Linked DNA regions of Zea mays: regions 2, 3 and 4 are each linked to region 1. The links are chromatin contacts, called in public Hi-C maps. All regions are on one chromosome and are shown on one strand. Each heading gives the region's core, a stretch centred on a gene start, on an enhancer-like site or on the middle of the called end of the contact. The rest is flanking DNA. Distances are from core to core; before and after follow the strand shown.

The links. A called contact is a pair of places that touch in the nucleus more often than the background predicts.
Region 2: a Hi-C map of ear shows a contact between it and region 1, with 2.4 times the contacts expected there. The contact joins the promoter of LOC100286243 here to the promoter of LOC103650745 in region 1. A contact is called at or near these places in 2 of 25 Hi-C or Micro-C datasets (ear and tassel).
Region 3: a Hi-C map of ear shows a contact between it and region 1, with 2.4 times the contacts expected there. The contact joins the enhancer-like site here to the promoter of LOC103650745 in region 1. A contact is called at or near these places in 5 of 25 Hi-C or Micro-C datasets (bundle sheath, ear, leaf and 1 more).
Region 4: a contact with region 1 is called in a Hi-C map of leaf, with 5 times the contacts expected there. The contact joins the enhancer-like site here to the promoter of LOC103650745 in region 1. A contact is called at or near these places in 3 of 25 Hi-C or Micro-C datasets (leaf and tassel).

The regions. Positions count from the first base shown.
Region 1 is chr3:152,084,873-152,088,527 of Zm-B73-REFERENCE-NAM-5.0, reverse strand. LOC103650745 (BTB/POZ domain and ankyrin repeat-containing protein NPR5) reads right to left here and starts at 2,361. Exons shown (of 2, transcript XM_008676308.2): 1 at 1,081-2,361. The coding sequence starts at 1,611.
Region 2 is chr3:151,609,273-151,612,771 of Zm-B73-REFERENCE-NAM-5.0, reverse strand. It overlaps LOC100286243 (polcalcin Jun o 2), which reads right to left and starts at 1,765. Exons shown (of 2, transcript NM_001159131.2): 1 at 1,047-1,765; 2 at 190-498. The coding sequence starts at 1,631. The coding sequence ends at 1,047.
Region 3 is chr3:151,751,714-151,755,283 of Zm-B73-REFERENCE-NAM-5.0, reverse strand. No RefSeq gene overlaps it. Among protein-coding and RNA genes, the nearest start is that of LOC103650743, 96 kb to the left of the region's middle. Within about 2 kb of position 2,078, at least 17 of the 20 cell types and tissues checked have an H3K27ac peak or open chromatin away from gene starts, as enhancers often do. A contact at or near this core is called in bundle sheath, ear and leaf, where this site is marked.
Region 4 is chr3:151,716,713-151,720,605 of Zm-B73-REFERENCE-NAM-5.0, reverse strand. No RefSeq gene overlaps it. Among protein-coding and RNA genes, the nearest start is that of LOC100283599, 95 kb to the right of the region's middle. Within about 2 kb of position 1,390, at least 19 of the 20 cell types and tissues checked have an H3K27ac peak or open chromatin away from gene starts, as enhancers often do. A contact at or near this core is called in leaf and tassel, where this site is marked.

The DNA of each region.
Region 1 (3,655 bases), core at 1,112-3,611:
CGAGGGAATTAAACAACTAAGGGCTAGTTTGGGAGCTATAAATCCGGAGAGGATTGGAGGGGCTAAATTACCATCCTTATTCAAAATTGAATAAGAAGGGGAATTTAGCCCCTCCAATCCTCTCCGGGTTTATAGCTCCCAAACTAGCCCTAAGACTAGGTATGTATAGGATCGGAGAGACCCAGAGGCCAGGAAGCATGACGAAACCCTAGACGAAATTGCAAATCAGGGGAGGGAAAACCAAAAGAGGGGTCTTTTTTTTCTCTCCCTTTCTCCAAGTTCCAGTTCACAGCAGGATGCATGCTGCTAGCAAATTGCACAAACTTGCAGTTGCAGTTTGCACTGCACGGCGTACGGAGAGCCAAAGCAAGCCATCCTCGTGCTGCAACTGTGCGTGGTGTGCGTGGGCGGCAGCAATGGCGTCGCGGATGTGGTAGAGAAAGAGAGAGGATAAATGGCAGAGCGATGCCTCCACTCCTCTCCAACAGTGCTGGAAAGATAAAGAGAGATCTCTGTGCAACGAACCCTAAGAGTGAAAGGAGAAAGCGCGGCAGCCGCAGCAGCAGGCCGACGGACGGACGGACGGACAGAAAGACGGATGTCCAGGAAAGAAAGCTAGGAGCGCACAGGTACGCACGCGTGCGCAGGGGGACGACGGCGACGATGACCGAACACTGTCTGAGTGCCTCCTGCTGCCTGGTGCCTGCTGCTGCTCCGACTCATCATCCTTCACTTCATTTAAAAAGGGGGTACCGAGATCAAATCAATGCTGCAGAATGCTCGGCAATCCCAACATAACCGACTCCAACTCCCGTCTTGATCCCCACAATCCTCAATTCCTTCGAGCAGCAGACGCGAAAAAAAATAAATAAATTGGAAGCAAGAAACCGATGCTGTTGTTTTCCCTCCTCTCGTTGTCTCTGTTATTTATTTAGAGTATTATTTATGTTTTGCCCGGAGTAGAGGAGGAAGAAGAACAGGAGCATCAGCAACGGACCCGAAGAAATAAGCGTGTGAAGAATTGCAGTCGTGAGGGAAGAGGGAGATGCTGGAATTGGTTGGTTAGTTTGGTATGGTTACCTGGGTGAGCAGCGCGAGCTCCTCGACCCCGAAGGAGCGTGCGGCGGCGAGCGTGTCGAGCGCGAGGTCGACGGCGGCGGCGCAGTGCGTGTGCCAGCACGCGCGCTCGCCGCAGCCCGGCCGGGGATCCCCCTTCTGCGGCACCAGGGACACCTGGCCGCTGTAGAGGAACTGCAGCAGCAGCAGGAACACCTCGTAGCTGACGGAGTTGACGGGTATGACGGCGCCCGGCGCCGCTGCCGCGGAGGCTCCCGCGCCGCCGGCGCCGCCGCGCGGGGAGGAGGAGGAGGCGCCGCCGGACGGGGAGCGCGGGCTGAGGTGGTCCAGCAGCAGCGCGCCGGGCGCGGCGGCCTGGTCGGCGGCGGCGGCGCCGCAGAAGAACTTGCGGAAGAAGAGGCTGCGCGCGGCCAGGATGCAGCGGTGCGCGTGCACCAGGCGGCCCTCCACGCTGAACGTGACGTCGCTGAAGGCCTGCCCGTTGATGAGCAGGTTGAGGTAGTCCATGGACAGCGACTTGAGGGTGTCCTCCATGGCCGCCGCCGGTCGAGAGGCAAGCTGCTGTGCCGGCCTGCTCGACTCTACTCGTGTCGGTCGACCTTCCTCCCGCCTCCGAGCGGTCTACCTTCCGCTTCTGTACTCTAGCTGCTAGCTAGCTAGGGTGGCGGCGGAGCTGGCGAATTGGGTGGATGGATCAGAGAAAGAGAGAGAGAGAGGGGGGAGTGGAGAGGCGCGCGAGGGGGACCAGCACGGACGGAGAGCAGCTCGATCGATCGCTTTGGTGCTTGCTGCTTGGGCGACTGAGCCTGCTGGCGGCTGGCTGGGAGAGTCAGGGGGGGGACTGGAAGCGGTTGCAGCTGCTGCTTGCTTTCTTGGCTCAGCTTCTGCACGCAGCTGCTCAAACTGAAGCCGCCACCGCCTGTGCTGCATCATCCCCGTCTCTTTTCACCACCACCATCATCTCTTCTTGTTCTTCTTCTTCTCTTCTGTCTGTCACCGGCCACACTTCCTCTCCTCTCCTCCTCCGATCCCTTCGCTTCTTCCACTACTGCTACTTGTTTGTGTGTGCAGCACAGCAGCGTTGTGTGCCTCTCTCCCCTCCTTTTCTCTCTCTCTCTCTCTCGTGTAGCTCTTGAGAAAAAGAGAGACGGGTAGAGGAGGGACTAGAGGTGGACTTGGGGATGGCTACTGTTACTGTATGTGGGTGGCTGGCCAGGCCGATGGAGATTTTTTTTTTTGGAAGGGAAGGCTGTCTCGCAGTGAGGGGTTTGAGGCGTGCGTATCAGCGTATGTTTATATGGGTGGGTGGCTGTCCTGCTCCTGCCCGCCTGGGGGGCATAAATAATTGGTGCTTTCTCTGCTATCCTATGCACTGTGCACTATGCTGCCTGCGTTTAAGATATGCACACAAGTTTAAAAAAAACAAAAACAAAAAAACAAAATTTAGAGCATCATTTGCTAGTTTCAAATTGCAGATCCTTTTTCGAAACATTGCAGATCATTTTCAAAGCCAGAGACGATCGACTTATTGCAGTGTGGGACGGGGAGCACGCACATGCATGCGTACAGTTCGTCAGGGCCCTTGGAAACAGTTAACTCTCAGTGGATGTAGACATAGCGTGTGACGGAAATTAAGAGAGTTCCAAGCTTTGACAGTTTGGCCTGTAAATTAAATGCCACAGATCAACTGATGTCTGGACTGATGAATTATCTGCTCCCGGCCGGCCCCCCTGCATGGTTGTATGTATGTCTATTAAATGTTCTGCTGCAGGGAGCCATGTCGTGTTGTGATACTGCTGATTTATTTATTTTCCATTTAATAAATTAATTAATTTCTATAATGTAAATGTTCTGCGTGCATTTTGTTTTTGTATAATGTAAATGCAGCTCGATATATATTTTTATACTAGAGACATACAGTCATGCACTCATGCTTAGCTTGATTAGATTAATCAACGACTAGCTATAGGCTAGTATACACATACACATACACATTAATATTATATATATATATATATATATATATATATATATATATATATATATATATATATATATATATATATGTGGTTCGAGCGACGACACACATGCACATATATATGTTGCGTGTCGCTATTAATAAATATTACAGCAGAAACTGTGGGGAAGCCGGCGTTAACACGTTATATATTGCTAATAATAACTGGTGGGTGACACATCACAATTCCTAACTATCCGTATTTTCTTTCTTCTGATCTTTATATGTACTTTCGTTTTTGAATATTTGTTGTTGTCTAATTTATTTTTAACTAAAACGTGATAAATAAAATAGAGGGAATATTTTTTATTTAATATATACACACATAGGCTTTTGTAGCAAGTCAAAATACAAGGTGGAGAAATATGGGCAAAAGGTGATAACAGTCTGAGCCCGTTTGGATCCATCTAACTAAATTTTAGTCCTACCCATTAGATGTTCTAATACTAATTAAGAAGTATTAAATATAGTTTAATTACAAAACTAATTACACAGATAATGACTAAACGATAAGATAAGTTTATTAAATCTAATTAGTCTATGATTTGGTCGTCATGCATG
Region 2 (3,499 bases), core at 516-3,015, 480 kb after region 1:
AACTTGACGAGAGTTGGTTCGGAATCGGATGCAATGCACGGTGCCAAATTGGATCCAGGTGGCACAGCACAGATACTCACCGCGTAAACCACGAGCACACATGTGAGTGGCTGACGCACGCTTCCTTGGATTGGAGCCAAGCAGCCAACGCTAGTCATCAGCTGTTTCTGTCTGTCATCCATCCCATGAGCCGCGCTAAACAGTTCTCTAAGGACTAGAATTAAGTATCCCTACCAAAACATACAACTATTTAGTAGTAATACTACGCAACCTGTGACAGGATTTCCTATGACAGGTGTACGTACGTATCTTCTACTAGTATACTGGAGCAGACAGATGCAACCCAAGGCCTCCGCATGTTCTGCTTCCAATTCCAACCAGTAGATATAAACTAATGAAGAGATTCGAGCTCCCATCGCGCCCTGATGATGCCAATGATTGATAGGTACGCAATCAGGACAATTCCTCAAGCTCCTCCCCACCTTCGCAAGAATATTCCTGTTCCATGTTTGAGATCTTAAGAAAAAAAAATCCTCCACAAGTTCAACAAAAGATCACTACAGCTTTTATCTGCATCGAGCTAAATTAACAGCCTACGGATTCCACCGCGCTGAGATTACCAGATTTACATTGGATCTAACAAATACCAAACAAACATGCAAAAAACATTCACATATTCCGAGAGGTGGAAACACACGAATTAGAGATCCACATAGGAGTAGGTTCGAATCGTCTACTCTTTCATTCACATAGTCAAGCATCCGCATCTCTAGAACAGAAGTTAGCTCTGAACCACTGCTTTCATCCAGGCTCCAATCTTGCAAAAAGCAATATCCGCCGTGGTTCCCAATTATTAGTAGAGAGAAGAATCTAGCGCTAGTGCTTCTCCATGATGATCTTGGCTTCTATATACACTTTACTTAAGACCGCACACGACGCCATACGCTCGGCTGCTGTGAACGGAGGGGGGGGGGGGGGGGGGGGGGGGGGGGGGATGGGTGGAGCAGCAGGGATTCGAAAGGGCTGGGGAGGGAACCTCTAATTACCTAGGCGATCTTTGCGAAGCATGCTCCTCCCCTGGCCATCATGACCTTGAACTCGTCGAAGGAGATGAGGCCGTCGCCGTTCTGGTCGACGCCCTCGATCATGCGGCGGCACTGCGCGACGGAGGCGGGCTCGCCGAGGCTGCGGAGGACGCGCGCGAGCTCGGCGGCGGAGATGGCGCCGCTGCCGTCGGCGTCGAAGACGCGGAAGGCGTGGCGCAGGTCCTCCTCGACGGCGGCCGCGTCGCCGGCCACCGTGGCGTTGAGGGCCGCGAACTCGGGCAGGCTGATGAAGCCGTCGCCGTCCGCGTCCGCCTCGGCCATCATGCGCGCCACCTCGTCGTCCGACGCGCCGTGGCCCAGGCTCTCGAACAGCGCCGCCAGCTCCGACCGCGAGATCCGCCCGTCGCCGTTCGCGTCGAACTTGCGGAACACGCGCGCCATCTCCTCCTCCGCCGTCGCCCGCTCCGGGGACCCGCTGCCGTCGCCGTCGCCCGCGGCAGGCGCCTGCTGCTGCGGCTGCGGCGGCGGCGGCTTGGAGGAGCGGCGGCGGAACAGGGACGGCACGGGCATCCTGATCTTGCCCATGTCGCGTGGCGTGAGGGGGCTGCGACTGCGAGGGGGTTCGGCTGGATCCGTCACGGCTGCGGTTTCGGTTCTGCGACGGGCGGCGTATTTATAGAGGCAAGGCAGAGGCAGTTCCTTTCCCATTGCTATCGATCACGGATCGCAGCCAGGGAGGGAGGCCGGGGCCCGGGGAGGAAGCTGCGGCGTCTAGCTGTTGCGCTACGAGTCCCTGCATTGTGGGCCTGCGTTTGGGAAGCCGTATTTGCTTCGCACCTGCCAGTGCCAGTGGGATTGCGGATCCCGCAAACCTGCTTGTAGTTGTAGTATTGTAAAGGCAATTTCCCCCCTTTGTTTGTTTCAATATATAAGATTTTATTTGCTAGGTTACGATTAAAAAACAAGTTCGTTCGAAAAAAAGGGAAAAAGAGAGAGAGAAAAGAAAATAGTATGCTTAAAGGTTGCTTGGCCCGCAAAACACCCCAGATGATGGCATGAGCCAGAGGGTCCGAACGAACATGGCGCCACCACATGCAAACCTACCACTTTGATGCCGAAGCATGTACTATGTGAGATGGGGGCAAGGCGACGGGTTTGCTTGTGAGGGTCGTCTGTCTTTTTGTTCCTTTCTTTTAGTTGGAGGACTGCTTAAGTAAATGTGGGGGAAGTAATAGTCACTGCTATTGGATATGCGATGCGATTCTTGTGCGATGGGTAAGCTGCGTTTAGAACGTGTGTGTTTGAACCAAAAAAGAGCTGGCGGACGGTTCGGCCCTAAGGCCGGACGGTCCGCGGTCCGGACAGTCCGCGCCTGTGGGCCGGACGGTCCGCGCGTGCGCCGAACATATTAGGGTTCCGAGTTTTGTGCTACGGTTATTAGCTATATTCGCGGAATTAGCTTGGAATCAGTTGTGTAAAGAGTTCAGCCCCCCTCCTCTATAAATAGAGAGGTCTACGGCCGATTTTAAACTATCAACCGAATCAATACAACTTCTATTCGCATTTATTTCCAGTACAAGTAGAAGTAGTTCTAGTCTAGTTCTAGTTTAGCCTCTCGATCCCCAAATTCTTCGGCTCTCTTCGACTCTACGCCGATTAGAGGAGTCTAGGTCGGCCGGCCCGAGCCTAGACAATCCCTAGGATCTCTCCTTCCCGACGGGGTCCCTCCCGGGAGCGAGATCCAGGCGCCGCCGACGATCTTCCGCCGCCCCTGCGCACGCGCGGACCGTCCGGCCGTCAGGCAGGAAACCCTAGCCCCTGCGCCAGGTCGCGGACAGTCCGGCCCCAGGCCGCGTACCGTCCGTGCCTGACCAGAGAGCACCGCTGCCGGTTCTTCTTGAGTATTTGACGCTCCGAAAAGGCGTCAACATACTTTTTGGCGACTCCGCTGGGGACATACATATCTAAGCTCATCAAATCGGCCCTCAATGGCCGGTTCAAGGGATAGCTCTGATATTTCTCCAAGCAACATCATAAAGCCGACTTGGGAAACCTTGCCGGCTGACGAGCAGCTCCAGTTCGAGGAGCACAAGGAGCGGATGATCCAGGAGGCGAAAGCAAAGTTCTTGGCCAACTTCAAAGTGGACAGGAACAACAAGGTCGTCCGACATCGGGCAACGGATCCGGCTTTTCTCCAACCCACGCCAGATATCCTCAATGTAAGTAATACCAACGATCTGCAATCTCTTAGAAATTATGTAGAAGATCAGCGTGAACAAATGCAGAACATCATAGGGGGTATGCAAAGCGATCTTAAGAGACTAGTACGTGCATTTGATAAATCTAGTATCACAAATTTTCCTTTGCACGAGGTTGAGTTAGGAGGTAACACGCGTAACACATCGGCTACAGGTTGTCACGACCAGTCACAACCCCTTTATGGGATGCCGATG
Region 3 (3,570 bases), core at 829-3,328, 330 kb after region 1:
GGCTAAGCGAATGGTAAGTCACAGTATGTTGTAACTTTGAATTACATAGAAATGTGTCATTCTAACTTGTATGTACAGGAAGTCAAATCCGGTCGTACGCCCATGGATTTGGAGGTGTATATGCAAGGGCATAGGGGTTCTGATCCTCAGAATCCTGATGTTTTATGCACTCAGACGACCACTGACCGTCTAGTGAGTTTTTGGTACTCTATTATGTGTTTGATATTGTTTGCAAGGGCATAGGGGTTATGCACTTATATTTGATATTGTTTGCCTCCAGGCTTCGTATGGGCAGGAGATGGTTCAACGCCATGGATAAGAGTACGATTGGAGGGGCCAGCCAATCGACCCTCAGGTAGCATATGCTAGCGCAGGAGGACAAGCCCATGTACGGTGGGATTATTTGATTTGGATTTCAAAATTATCCTCATATGCTTGCGATACAAGTCCATGATTTACTATACTAAGTGCATGGTTCACTCTTGTAGGTTGGGTATTTTTTATTCTACGATTGATTCTAGGGAGCTGAGACGTCGTGGACGACAGTCCACATCGTCATCTTCACAGTCGTCCCGTTCACGATCATCTGCCCAAGAGATAGAGCTTGTAGTGTTGCGTCAACAGGCAGAGTATCATCAATCAGTTTTGAGGGAACAATTGGAGTACCAGAGGCAACAATCTGAGTACCAGAGACAACAAGCTGAGTACCAGAAGAAGAAGAACGAGTATTATGCAAACCTACAGGCCCAAAATCAAGCTCTTCTCTCGGTAAGTTGAAGTAACATTTTGTACCTTATTTTGCAAAACACATGATGTATATCTTATTTGCTCAACAATGGCTTTTATATAATTTTTAGCAACTAGCCCAACAAACGGGCGTCTCGATGCCCACATATGGGATGCCGCCTCCGGACTTTGCACTGCCAATGCCAATGCTGGCGCCTCCACCTCCGCCTCCGTCACAATTCTCTATGGTATGTACACATATGCGTGTTTGACATGTTCATAGATGTCTTATGTGTTTAAATGAAAAACTGAGTGGTCACTATTTCATGTGCGTGTGTTATAGGGATTTCAGACACCACCCGCTTCAGTTGCCGCACCTGGAGATGGGTCTGGTCAAGACGACGCATCGCATTCTTGGGTGAACAACCTTTTCAACACGCATAGTCCATCCGGAGGAAGTGGCTATAACTCGAACCAACCAGGCGATGAATATGAGTGATAGTTGATCAAATGTGTTTAATTTGGAACTATTACTGTTCATGTCAAACCCTATCTGTCGAACAATGTCGGTTTTTATTTTGGACCTATATGTTGATGCAAAAGACTTGTTGAGACTATTTGGAACTATATGTCGTTATTTCCAATTTGTGAATGTGAATACTTATGTGAGTATATTTGTGGTTGTGAATATGTGGTTGTATATGAATTCTGTGTATATTTGCATGAAATCTGTTTTTATTTGTAAATGTCAGATTTTTTAAAAATAGAATTTTGTGTAATTTCTGAAATTTATTATGTCCGACGGCCTGACGGGCAGCCGTCGGATATAAGGGTTATTTATGTCCGACGGTTTAGTGTAAACCGTCGAACATAAGCGTTGGTTATGTCCGACGGCTTAGTATAAACCGTCGGACATAAGTCTGTGGGTCATACCAATCGACCATTAAAACGGTTGACACTTGCTACGTCCGACGGGTGGCTGCGGCCGTCGGAGATAGCTTATGTCCGACCCAATATGTTCGACGCCAGAGACCGTCGGAGATAACTAAAAACCGTTGGGCATAAACTATCTTTGATGGTTTAAAGTTTATGTCCGACGGCTTTGACCGTCGGAAGTTGTTTCGTTTACTGTAGTGGAAGGCCTTGCATCGCTTGGCAGCAGCAGCATCGGTAGGACGAGGCGCGTGCATGGCCAGCCAGCCATGGCTTGTCGTCCCGGATCCATGTTTGCTTGCAAGCACACCTGCATGCATTGGCGGGGGAAAGGCACGCAGGCGAGCTAGAGGCGGATCCCACTGATTGACGCATCGCTGTCCGCGTCTTATGATTTGCGGCCTAGGACTAGGATGTGACGTTTGACTGCTCCAGCGCCGCTCCCCTTGCATCCGCCTCCGCCTCCGCATGTATTGCATCCATCCATCCGTCCCTGGCCCCCTGCACTGCAGCTGCTGTTTCTGTTTCTTCTCTTCCACACGCAACGCAGGGCCTGTTTGGTTCAGCTTTTTTCTGACCAGCTTTTCTGAGAATCTGGCTGTGAAGAGAATCTGGCTGTGGGGAGAATCTGAGTATTATTAGGATTACATGCGGAGGAAGATAAAAATGTTTATAGGGGTCAGGATCTAGAAAGTGACGGATTCCTATTATTGCAACAACTCAACCGATTATATGTTTATGTTGATTTTAAATAGTTTTTACCTAAACGAATTTTATAGAAGCTGGCTGAAAAGCTGACGCGTTTGGCAGTCCACATCAGCTTTTGGTGGCCAGAAGCTGCAAAAAGCTGAAACAAATAGGGGCGCAGGGACAGGCGCAGGCGCAGCAGCCAGCAGTGCAGCACATGAGCGAGCGCGCCGCAAGGCTCCTCGTCGTCTCACGCAGACCGAGGCCGAGACCAGAGCACCACCGCACCGGACCGCACGCCTCTCCAGATTCCCGCCGCCCCGCCCGGCGTATCGTATCGGTATCGTATCCCATTCCCACACAGCAGCTGAGCAGCACGTTGCCCATCCTCTCGATCCGTCACTTTGACTACTCTACTTCACTCTCTACACCTACTCCTGTCCTGCATGGTGCATGCCCTCTCTTTTCGTACCCGCACACACATGTATACGTACTTACTCCTCTGTGCTGCCGTACAATGCAATGCCATGTCAGTACGTACGTACGTGCGGGTCACCATCTGCCGCCGCGCGCGTGCGCACGTCGTGTACGACGTAGTACAGAGAGCAGCCTGGGAGGGAGGGACTGCGAGTCTGCGACGACCGAGGCATGCATGCATTCACCCCCGTCACATGGACGCATTTGTTATCGCTACTTACACGTGCACTTTGTGTTATTATATCGAGTTGAATTGAAGCAAGGAAAAAGCACGCAACGCAGCGCAGGTCGTCTGATCTGGGGGGCCAGCCAGTCCCTACTAGCTAGCTCTGATATGATATCTGTGTGTGCCCCCAGCTTTTGACGTGAGGAACATATAGTCACATGCATGCAAGCCACAGCTGAGCCACCCCAGGGCAGGCACTAGAGCTGGGCGCAAAGTACAGTGGAAGCAGAGGCAGGCAGGCGCTCGATCCCCATGTCTTCACGACACATCTCTTCCCCTTTTTTCCTAGTTTCACGTCCTGTCAACCTGTAGCACGGGAAAAGTTGCTGCCCTGCCCTGCCCTGCCGGGTGCCGGCGGGAAAAAAAGATCGAGACCAACCATAGAATAGAAGAGCTACTAGGCCTGGCCGACCGCTCCCTGCGCCACGCATATGCCCATGCCTGCCTGCATAATTGCATCGCGCTCCTCCGTCCCCATGCATGTCAATGTCATGCATGGCATCATATGCTAGCTATAGCGT
Region 4 (3,893 bases), core at 141-2,640, 370 kb after region 1:
TATATAAAACGTAGGATGTCGACCGGCCATTCATGGCACGTTTGGATGCATGGTTGCAGGGATACAACATTTGGTTTGGGGAGGGGGCAAGGAAAGCTCAGCAGCACCTTTATCCTCGCATCATGTATACGTGTCCCTACGAATCAGAGAGATGGATTAGACATGGAACAGTTCTTCAAACAAAAAAAAGGGGGAGCTAGATAGAAAGCAGAGGCACCAAGAACACTATGTGCGGCGAAGCGAGACGACGAGACACGATTGGGAGGCAGAGACGTAGGCAGCAAGCAGAAGCATTTGTGGGTGCGCCGAAGGAGGCTTTGGCCTGGGGTTCCTTCTTCCCTGATGTGAGATATATATATATATATATATATATATATATATATATATATATATATATATATATATATATATATATATATATATATATATATATATATATATATATATATATATATATATATATATAGGGTCATCATGGCCGGAACTTTCACAGGCGACCATCTAGGGTGTACTACATTACACGCACACGATATCTCCCCGATCATGGAGTTGAACAATCATGGGAGCCGGCACCAATCATTTCTGCTGGTAATGCCATTCATGTCTCTTAGCACCGACGCAGCGTTGTGCGCGGACAGAACTACTACCATGATCGAGGAACGGTCGCACAGGTAGGTAGAGTTCGAGGAGACACTAGTTCCTCCTTCGGTTTCAAGCCCAAACCCAAATGTGCATTGTGCGTTCGGGCAAAGAATCAAACTTACATTCACATGGGCCTCACCCATTCACGGGCGTTTCATGGGCCAGTGGGGCCATCACAGCCCACCAGTGCGTTTCCTGAGTACTAATTCTTGTCTGATAAGTTTAGCGTTTAGGTTGGTATAATGTTCTCTGTTGTGAAGATATTAGCCTACATGATATCTTGAATGAAAACACCTACTTGAGCTCATGACAAGACACGGGAATAGACCATTAGTGCTCTGGATAGGTGAGGTTATTTGTCAGTTCTGATTTATGGCTTGACACACAAGGCTGAGCAATATGGATGAGCTTCCTAAAAATAATAAATCTGACCTCTATATTTACCATTTTTTGTATATATGATTCTCCGTGGGCCGGGGTGAAGCTTCTTTATTTTCTAATCTGAAGCTCTTTAGCATCGGTGTTGTGGAGAAGAAAAAGAAAAAGAAAAAGATAAAGAGTTGGCTCAGTGTGCCGCGCGACATGCTGCAGGCGGCCCGCGCTAGTTCGTTGAACGGAGGATGTCGGCTGCGGCGTCTGCAGCTGAAACAACAGAAACCGGAACGAAGCGGCGGGAGAAGCGTGCTCTGACCTGAGCGCTGACCACGAGTGACCGCGACGGCGTCCGCGTGGCGGGGCTTGTCCTTGTAAATTCCACACACCGCGTCGCTCGCGCTGTGACGCAGGCCGCGGAGCTAGTAGTAGGAACCGTCCAGCTGGTACGGTGCCGCCGACGTCGACGGGCGGGTCCAACTCTCTCACGGCTGTTTGGCCTGAGTCTCGACGTCGTCGATTGGCGCCGCCGCCGGTCTCGATGCTTGAGATCGCAACGACAGGGCGTGCACGGCACAGGGCACTGCCAGCGTGGTAAACGTGCGTCTGCGTACGGTCGTCTCGCGGGGCCGGGATCGACGTCTGACCATGAGGCCACTGTCTGTCAGGGCCGTCGTGTGCCTCTCTCTGTTTGGATTACACTTGCAGGTGCAGCGCAACTATGGTGGAAATGCAAAACACGACGATCGTTGAGGCGATGGTCATTGAGGGAAGCTACCCACCGGTGACTAGTATGGTAGCTACTAGCACGCTAGGATGAAAACGGGTACTTATCCAGATACTAATTTTGATTTTGATTACTCCCGTTTTCAGTCATGATTTTGGTTTGCGTACCCGGTCGCCTAACGCTGCGGCTGCCGAGCTTGCTGCTTTGCTACCTATCTTGTCGCAGGCAAGAGGACGAATCAAAATTAAGGTATTGCTAAAGTAATAATGAAAAAAAATTACAACATAGTCTAAAGCAATTCATAGCTATAAAATAAATGGTGAATAAGAGTCATGACGAACATAATATATTTACATCCAGATGTTATATAGCAAATAAAATCTGGAAAAAAGAAAATGAACTATATAACAAATAAAATCTGGAAAAGAGAACATGAACTAATAATGATAAATTGAAACAAAATTTATGAAACAAGTGAAATGATATATCTTCAGTTGAGTCTAATTCTAATCGGTAAAAAGTTGTTGTACACATCTACACTTGCATTTACACGGTTGGTGAGTAGCTGCCGTGGAAAAATGAGTTGAACGCATTGTTCGTTTGCGTATCGCATTTCAGTTCTGAGCGTGGGAAACTAGCTAGGTACTCCCAGATGGATTTTTCAGTTTTCAGGGTGGCTGTAAAGGCACGTCGACATCGTATGATCTTGGCAGCCTAAATATGATAAATTAGTGCTAGAATTTTGTCGGCGTTTCGACCCCGGGGGGGTCCCTGGACCGACGAGTAAATTGTCGCTGCGTATCCCAGCCCAGATGGGTCGGCGCGAGACGGGACACAAAGGGGGAGAACAGTAAGGGGAAACCGCGGCCTTCGTGTTGTCTTGCGCCCAGGGCGGATGGATGCGCTTGCAGTAGGGGTTACAAGCGTTCGCGTGGGAGAGAGAGAGAGGGCAAGAGCCTTATGCGTTGGCCCGTTCTCCCGCGCGGCCAACCTTCTCGTACGAGAGCCCTGGACCTTCCTTTTATAGGCGTAAGGAGAGGGTCCAGGTGTACAATGGGGGTGTAGCAGTGTGCTAACGTGTCTAGCCGAGAGGAGCTAGAGCCCTAAGTACATGCCGTCGTGGCAGTCAGAGAGGTTTTGGCACCCTGTTCATGTGATGTCGTGGTCGTCGGAGGAGCGCTTGGGCCCTGTGGAAGGACAGCTGTCGGGGCTGTCGAGTCCTTGCTGATGTCTCCTTTCTACCGTAAGGGGCTGAGAGCCGTCGTCGTCATGGAGCACGCGTGACGCCATCATTTTTTGTTTTACCGGGGCGAGCCAGATGGGACGCCGGTCTTGTTCCTCGTAGCCTGAGCTAGCTAGGGGTAGGGTAATGATGGCCCCCCTGTGATGTGGTCGGTCCGAGCCCTAGGTCGGGCGAGGCGGAGGCTCCTCCGAGGTCGAGTCCGTCTTCCGAGGTCGAGGCTGAGTCCGAGCCCTGGGGTCGGGCGAGGCGGAGACCGTCTTCCAAGGCCGAGGCTGTGTCCGAGCCCTGGGGTCGGGCAAGGCGGAGTCCGTCTTCTGAGGTCGAGGTTGAGCCCGAGCCCTGGGTCGGGCGAGGCGGAGACCGTCTTTCGAGGCCGAGGCTGTGTCCGAGCCTTGGGGTCGGGCGAAGCGGAGTCCGTCGTCCAGCGTCGAGGTTGAGCCCGAGCCCTGGGGTCGGGCGAGGCGGAGCTTCCTATGGCGCCCGAGGCTGGACTTAGCTGCTGTCAGCCTCACTCTGTTGAGTGGCACAGCAGTCGGAGCGACGCAGGCGGCGCTGTTTTCTTGTCAGGTCGGTCAGTGGAGCGGCGAAGTGACTACGGTCACTTCGGCTCTGTCGACTGAAGAGTGCGCGTCAGGATAAAGTGTCAGGCGATCCTTGCATTAAATGCTCCTGCGATACGGTCGGTTGGCGTGGCGATCTGGCCAAGGTTGCTTCTCTGCGAAGACTGGGCCTCGGGCCAGCCGAAGGTGTGTCCGTTGCTTGAGGGGGCCCTCGGGCGAGACGTGAATCCTCCGGGGTCGGCTGCCTTTGCCCGAGGCTGGGCTCGGGCGAGGCGAGATCGTGTCCCTTGAGTGGACTGAGCCTTGACCTTAATCGCGCCCATCAGGCCTTTGCAGCTTTGTGCTGATG